Regions from separate parts of the Mus musculus genome. Here region 2 is linked to region 1. The links are chromatin contacts, called in public Hi-C maps. All regions are on one chromosome and are shown on one strand. The core of a region is the stretch at or near the end of the contact, and the rest is flanking DNA. Distances in the headings are between cores, read along the strand shown.

What was found. Hi-C and Micro-C count contacts between places; a contact is called where the count stands out from the background.
Region 2: a Hi-C map of cerebellar granule neurons shows a contact between it and region 1, with 2.3 times the contacts expected there. The contact joins two enhancer-like sites. A contact is called at or near these places in 2 of 484 Hi-C or Micro-C datasets (cerebellar granule neurons and forebrain) and 1 of 115 datasets of contacts at active chromatin or transcription factors (neural progenitor cells).

The regions. Positions count from the first base shown.
Region 1 is chr3:85,040,381-85,043,865 of GRCm38.p6, forward strand. No RefSeq gene overlaps it. Among named protein-coding and RNA genes, the nearest start is that of Gm30991, 7.0 kb to the right of the region's middle. Within about 2 kb of position 1,916, at least 10 of the 459 cell types and tissues checked have an H3K27ac peak or open chromatin away from gene starts, as enhancers often do. A contact at or near this core is called in cerebellar granule neurons, where this site is marked.
Region 2 is chr3:85,377,384-85,380,868 of GRCm38.p6, forward strand. No RefSeq gene overlaps it. Among named protein-coding and RNA genes, the nearest start is that of Gm52637, 6.9 kb to the right of the region's middle. Within about 2 kb of position 1,543, at least 41 of the 459 cell types and tissues checked have an H3K27ac peak or open chromatin away from gene starts, as enhancers often do. A contact at or near this core is called in cerebellar granule neurons, where this site is marked.

The sequences.
Region 1 (3,485 bases), core at 666-3,165:
TGTCTGTCTTTATACATCTCCATACCTGCCAACGAGAGTCACGAGAAGGAAAGAGCCCTTGTGAGTTTAATGCACTGCCTGGATACTGCAGTGCCCACCTAACACCTGAGGTGACACATTCTATCCTTGCCTAGACCTCCCAAAGAGCGTTTTATTAGATTTTCTAACCTTCTGGGAAGGGATTTGGGAGAGAAAACAATGCCAATTTCTAGAGTGTTCCAGACACGATGGGCCTCTTCCGAGAGGCTGAAATCTTTCACTGGCTGCTGCTGAGCACTGCACATGGTTTGAGGACCCTGGAGGTGCTCAGGGGGTTCAGAGATGAAAAGGTCATAGCTGTGACTTCTAAAATTGACCAGTAAGTGTAATGGATGAAGAACCAAGCTGAAGACACCTGCAGACTAGTGAAATTTGACCAGTCAGGTTGTAGACTGGCCTAGAAAAAGAAGTGTGTGTCAGGAAGGCTTTGTGTCAGTGACACACAGTCTGAACCTACTAACTTATAAGGAAGGCTTTGTGTCAGTGACACACAGTCTGAACCTACTAACTTATAAGGAAGGCTTTGTGTCAGTGACACACAGTCTGAACCTACTAACTTATAAGAAGAGTTTATTTCAGCTCAGGGTTTCAGGGGTTTCTGTTCCCTGCTGGTTGGATCACTTGCTTTGGGCCTTGTGGTGAGGGCCACATGGTAGAGTAAAGCTAAGAAGGAAAGAGGCAGGACCTGGGCTTCAACATGCCCCTCAAGGAACCCCCCAAAACTTAACTTCTTCTCAATTGGGTCCAACATGACCTTCAAGGACACACCCCCAGTGACATAACTTCCTCCTGCTGGATGTCTCCCATACTAGTTCAGCTACTTTCTTTTCTTTTTTCTTTTTCTTTGTTTTGCAAAGGATCCCCTATTTATTAGCAGGATTTTTTTTTTCCTAAAAACACAAACATGAGACCTGAGCATGGTACCCAGAGTGACTCGGCCCTTCGGATGGGGAGACACCAGGACATAAGCTGTGGGGCTTTCCTTTCACCCCAAGTTTTAGCTTCCTCACTCACTCCGGGGCTCCCACACTACCCATGACAAGGAAAGGAAACCACTAAGATTCCCAAGCACAGGAAGGTCACAACCACCTTAAGGCTGCTGATGCTGACTGCCCCATGTTTCAGTCTGTAACTCTAGCGTATCAGAACCCACCGTCAGACAGCTGCTCCACTGACCCTCGCTGTCCTGACCAGCTAGCCTCCAGCCGGGCTTCTGCACACCACAGAGCATGTGCGCTAACGTCCACTTGCAGTGTCTGTGTTCAAGTATAAAGTTTCGTTCAGGACAGACCACGTCACTATAGTGCTTAAAACTCTGTAGTATCTACTAGGGTCACACTCTTCGACAGGTTTCAAAGGTGGCACAATCCATGAGCAAGTACTGGCAACTGTCCCACACCACCAGACTTGTTCTCCATCCAATATGACACCACCACAGTCAAGGCTAAAATCTCACATCAGTAATGACATGGCCAGACTTTCAATAACTGGGCCTTTGAGGACATTGACTCAAGTCCCAATACAGGGAAAGGCAGGCCACTCTGTCTGAGCAATGTGACTAGGGGTCAGAGAAAAGCTAGGAGGTCAGGGAGGAAGAAAAACTGGCAAAATGGGAAGGGAAATTAATAGCTTCCTCTAGATCATGAACTTGTCTTTCATCTTTATGATTGGATTCTTGGGTTCCAGAACAGTGTCTGGAACATGTCAGATGTTCAAGAAACTAGTGACTGGATTTTCTTTTCTTTCCTTCTTTTCCTTTTTTTCTCTTTGGACTGGCCACTTGCTGAAAGGAATCCTGCCCCAGCCCCTCTATACTGCCCCCCCCCATGGCATTAGGCAGGTATATCTTGGGAATTTGGACCATCTGTTTGGGGCTCCATGGAAAGAGTACACCAGATGGATCCCAGGTCTATTTTGGTCTTCACTTTGCATGTTTCCTCCTTCCCTGCATCCCATGCAGATGGATACTGTCAGGTTATTTATAGCAGGAGTTTACATACAATAATGGAACAGTTGTCCTAATCCCAATGCCAATCGGATAACTTTGGTTTTGCATTCTTCAGAGGACCTGCGTCAATCACGGTATTAATACACGTGGTACTGAGACTGCTTCCCTGTAGGATCTAAGGCCATTGGATTAGATCGCCTTCCCTGAGTCGGCTCTCTCCTTGATGTGGAACTCAGTCATTTTGTGTGCAGCATTCCCTGTGGGCTTTAGGAACAGCCCATCCACAGATGTAGACACTGTAAATAAAATGAAGTTCTGGAAAACTGAACTCAGTGGGATATTAAATAATTAATACACATAGACAAGAATGCAAAGTTGGTTCTTCATACAAAGGCAATTATAATTTGGTGATTTATACTAATGGATAATTTAAGACATTTCATTCATCCATTGTGGGTTGGTCCTGTTGCTATTGGGTTTGTGGAGAGGGAGCTCATCATGGTGGGCGTTTATAGCAGACTAACATGTACTTAGGGTCTGCCCTAAACATTAATGTGCATTCATGTGATGCAGTAGTATACAGCTATGAAAAGGTGCATACCAGGCAATATTTAATAGTATGAAAATGGCTACCATACACAATGAAAAATTTTAGGCTGTTTCATATGCACAAATGCATACATATGATTTAATCTTAATTGTTAATGCCCAGATAAGAAGACAGAAATCGAAAGACTGTGGGTGGCATATTTATTGTTCCTAATTTTCTGTTTTCAACAATATTTTTATAGTAAACATTTAGTATTTTTTTCTTTTTTTTTTCTTTCTTTTTTTTTTTTTTTTTTTTTTTTTGCCTAATCTAGAAAGAAATCTGTCATGGATGCTGTTTTAAAGAGTAGTCCTCCTGGTGTCTTCCAGGGTAGAGGTTTTATATCTGAATTAATACTAGAGACTAGCTAAAGGCAATCCACTATTGAAAAGGGAAAATACAAAGTTGGTAGTGCTGGTCTGTAAAGCAGGTATTTTAAAGGCCACTCTTAATTTAATCTCAAAAGGAAAAAGACAGATAGTGTTTTCTCTTCAGAGCTTTATCAATCAGGTTTGAACATGATCCAAGCATCTTGAATGTGCCCTAAAGCACGCCTATAAAGAGACACACATATGGGCAGAACACGAACTCTCCAGATTCTGGAAATTGCTAGTGTTTTAAGGTTGGTCATCTAATAAGTTTCTCTAGGAACTGAGCCCAACCAATGGCAGTGAAGGAATAACAGGACAGTTTTGGGGAGAGGCAGTTCCTGGAACAAGCCGAGGCCAGACTTCTGCTCAAACTCATGCTTTCTGCAGTCTCAAGCTTCTTCGCAATTCAGGTGTTTGCAGAAGCCTCTGCATGGCGCACAGCCTTATGTGCGAATCCTTGGTTAAACACGCTCATTTTCCGAAGCCTCAGGGAGACCGTGTGACTCACCTCTACTGTCTTGACTTGAGCAGTGCAGCT
Region 2 (3,485 bases), core at 293-2,792, 340 kb after region 1:
TCTGAGGAGTGAGCACTGCACAGTGGGACAGGAAGAAGGGATGACAATGGGGAAGCCATTACAGTATTCCTGTCAGACGTGACAAAATCCAGACTGGGGTTGTGGAGACAGAGTAGAGACTTATGGGAAGGCCTGTGACACTGACAGAACTTGCAGAGGCCATGTTGATGAGAGGCAAGGATTCTAGATGCCTCCTGGGTTCTGACCCAGCTACCAGAAGAGGATGAAAAAAAGCAGAAGAGGAAGAAGGAGATGAGGGCTGCAAATCCTGATGGGAGCTGTAACCATCACCATGGAGACCGGAATCAGATGGGTACCGCAGTTTAGGACGTGGGATGAACACACCAGTGAAGCTCATGCAAGCAGAGGCCCCACTCTGCCAGACACTGACACTCCCTACAGATTGGGTAGAAAGAGCCAGCCATGTTTACAGCAAGCTTGCTCTCAGTTTGATATTTTATTGGCTAAGTCTAGAAGGTCACAGAATGGAGGAACAGGAAACTTGGGAGACTCTAGATGACCATTGAAAAAGTTAGGGTGAATGCTAGATGATTTTTTGAAACCTGCTCATATGTTCCAGATTCCTCGGTTAATCAACACAATATGATTCGTCCTGTCTGTGACCCAAGAAAGAAAAGTATCATTCCTGATGTTGTGGTGTTGGCGAGTGTTTCATGACCAAAGCCAGATGGCTCTACAAACAACATTGTCCAAAGGGGTGTGAAGCAGGCTTCCAGCTGAAACCAGCCAGGTGGCTTCCTCGGATAGGATTGCGGCAGGGAACACTTGCAAGGCTTGCCCTGGCTTGGCTCCCATTGTTAGCTTGGTGCCAGGTCCTAGGAATGTGCTTCTTAAAGTCAAAGGGGCTTCTCTTTTCTTTTAACAGTCTCCCCCAGCTGATGTCTCTGTGAGCAGACATGTGCTCTGAGCTCTGTGGTGGTTTTATTTTAGATTTTATGCATTCCTAACCCTCCTTTCTGTCCCCGCGTCTCTTCAGTCACAGGTGCTATAAGTGACAAGAAATGTTTGAATCCATCCCAGCATACCCTGCAGGTCATTTCCTCGAGTACTGAACTGGTTTTGTAAGCACTCCAATTACTGGGAGAGCCCCACGTGCCCTGGGGCATATGGGCCAGCTGAGAGTCCAGTCCCTGTCCACACCGCAGGGTACATGACATGTCAAAGTGGAAGGAACATCCCCGCCTGTGCTCCTGCGGTGTGGGGCAGGGGAGGGGAGCAAGACCTTATCTCAACTCTGCTGACAGCCCCAGGGCTTGGCTTTCTTTTTTTAAAAGCTGCCTCTGTTCATGCACGTGTGCTCCCATTCCCAATGAGTTTTCAAACCCTTGGCATTTGCTTTAAAGGTAAGTCTGCTTTGAAGACTGGTGGGAATCTCAATCACGTTCCTATTCACAGTCAAGAAGGGAGTGGGAGCTAAAAATACCAGCGTTTCGGATTTCTTTCTCTCTTCTGAAGCACTGGAGAGAACCTCACCAGGTTCTCTAAGGGAGTCGGGGAGAATGTCTGACTCCCCTGCACCCACGCTGACACCCCGTGGCAGTGCCATCAGCCCGTTCCAAATGCCCACAGACCTCTCAACGGGGTGCTCGCTATAAGACTCCAAGGCCATTTTTCTAAGCATGGAAAATGAAGACTCCTAAATACATTACATATTTAACAAGCAAGACAATTTGGCTTTGGAAAAAAGTCTCAGAGCCACCAGGACGTTCAGACTATTAAAAGCCAAATGAGCTGACTAGTATCATCCACTCTGTGTGGAGCCTTGACACCAAGCAGTTCTTAAGTTATTAGCATGACGTTGCGGCTCGAGAGCACTGGCATTACGCTCAGACCCATGCTCATTAGTGATTGGCTCATTCTGCCCGTGCCTGGGCTCGGTTGATGAGGCAGGCAGGTGGATATCACATGGTGAGGTATTTTACCTTAAAAGCCACTGGGAACATAGATACTGATTTACCATTGATGACTTCTGGGTGAATCAGTCTTTTCCAAATCAAGAAATGTTCCTTTAAAGCAGAAAAGCAGAAAAAAAAAAGGAAAAAAGAAAGAAAAGAAAAAATCTGAAATCTGCCAGCTTTTTCTTTTTTCCTCTTAAAACCAGATCTGTCTTTTGGAATCAGATTTAAATTAAGACCAGATGACTTACTCTGCCAACATCTCATTAAAACAGAGATACCTTAAGAAGGCCAGAAGTGTGGACGTTGCGGCTGTGTGCAAACTGACCTCCCATCCCTGGCCTTTTCTCTGTCCAGGCAAAGGCAGCTAACTGGTAAAGCCTTATCTTTCTTATCCATTAGGGTCAGGTTGCCCCTTGGCAATGTGGGCTGGCATTCTGATTAACAGGCTGGCTGGCCATCCATGGCCAAGGTAAGAACCATTTGGTAGGACCATATCGAAAGTAATTATTAAAGTTAATTAACAGGAAGCTTAATTAACTTACTAGCCACCCAGCAGTGGAGGAACTGTTAAAAGGTCACCTCGGGACCAGTCCTCCCTCTGCTATCTTATTTCAGTTCAAAGACAAAGTAAGAGAAATATTTACCAAGTAAAACTGAACAAAAAGAAAAATTGCTGAAGATCGTAGGCACCATGGTAACACTCGGTTTCGAGAGCCTCAGTGCCTCCAGAAGACAAGCGATAATGATAACAATTTCTGGAAAATTGTATTAGATAATGCTTGCCACCGAGGCTTAAGCGACTCAGCCATTGTTCCCTTGAGTTAAACTTATTTATTCCTTTCATTTGAAATCCTGGGGGGGATAAACTCATCCAGATGAAAACAAGTGGCTTTTTGGGATAAATTGCTTAAGAGTTTTTGCCAGTGCAGCAGACATGACAGCTGGTGACAAAAGGAAGTGGTGATCTTAGTGGATGTCACCTGCTCTTCCTGGCTCCCCATGCCCACCTGGACCTGTCTCAAAGTTTCTCTTGATGGCCCCGTGTCTGTTGATATTGGGTAGATGCATCCAAATCCACAGAGGCTGTGGCAGAAAGAGTGGGGTCTGTGACATGACCTATAGAGATTTGATGTCCAGCTCTGACAGTTGCTGGTCATGTGACTTGAACAGGTGCCTTGGCTACTCTGGGCTTCAGAGTCTGTGTCTTAGGAAATAAAGGCAGTAAGTCTTGAGTTATCTGTAAGTTTCCAGCATGAAGCCAGGACCCCTGTAAGTCATATCATCTTTGGAAATGGGCTGTTGACATGACAGAGAGCAAGCAGGCTGCTTCCATGCTACTCTCTTACTGTATACTCATCTATAAAGCCCTTCTTGTGTGCCAAGACCCTGGATCACTCTGACATAATGACCCTTTGGAGGCAGCTACTGGTAACTCTGTGGGGCTCCTGCACTCTGCCCAAGTCTGACTCCATCACAGCCATCCTTAGATTGCTGCCAGTGGTGATTCTCAAACTCTTTGGTTCTGGAACCCTCTCACAGTCTTATGGATGGACTGATGGGCCTATA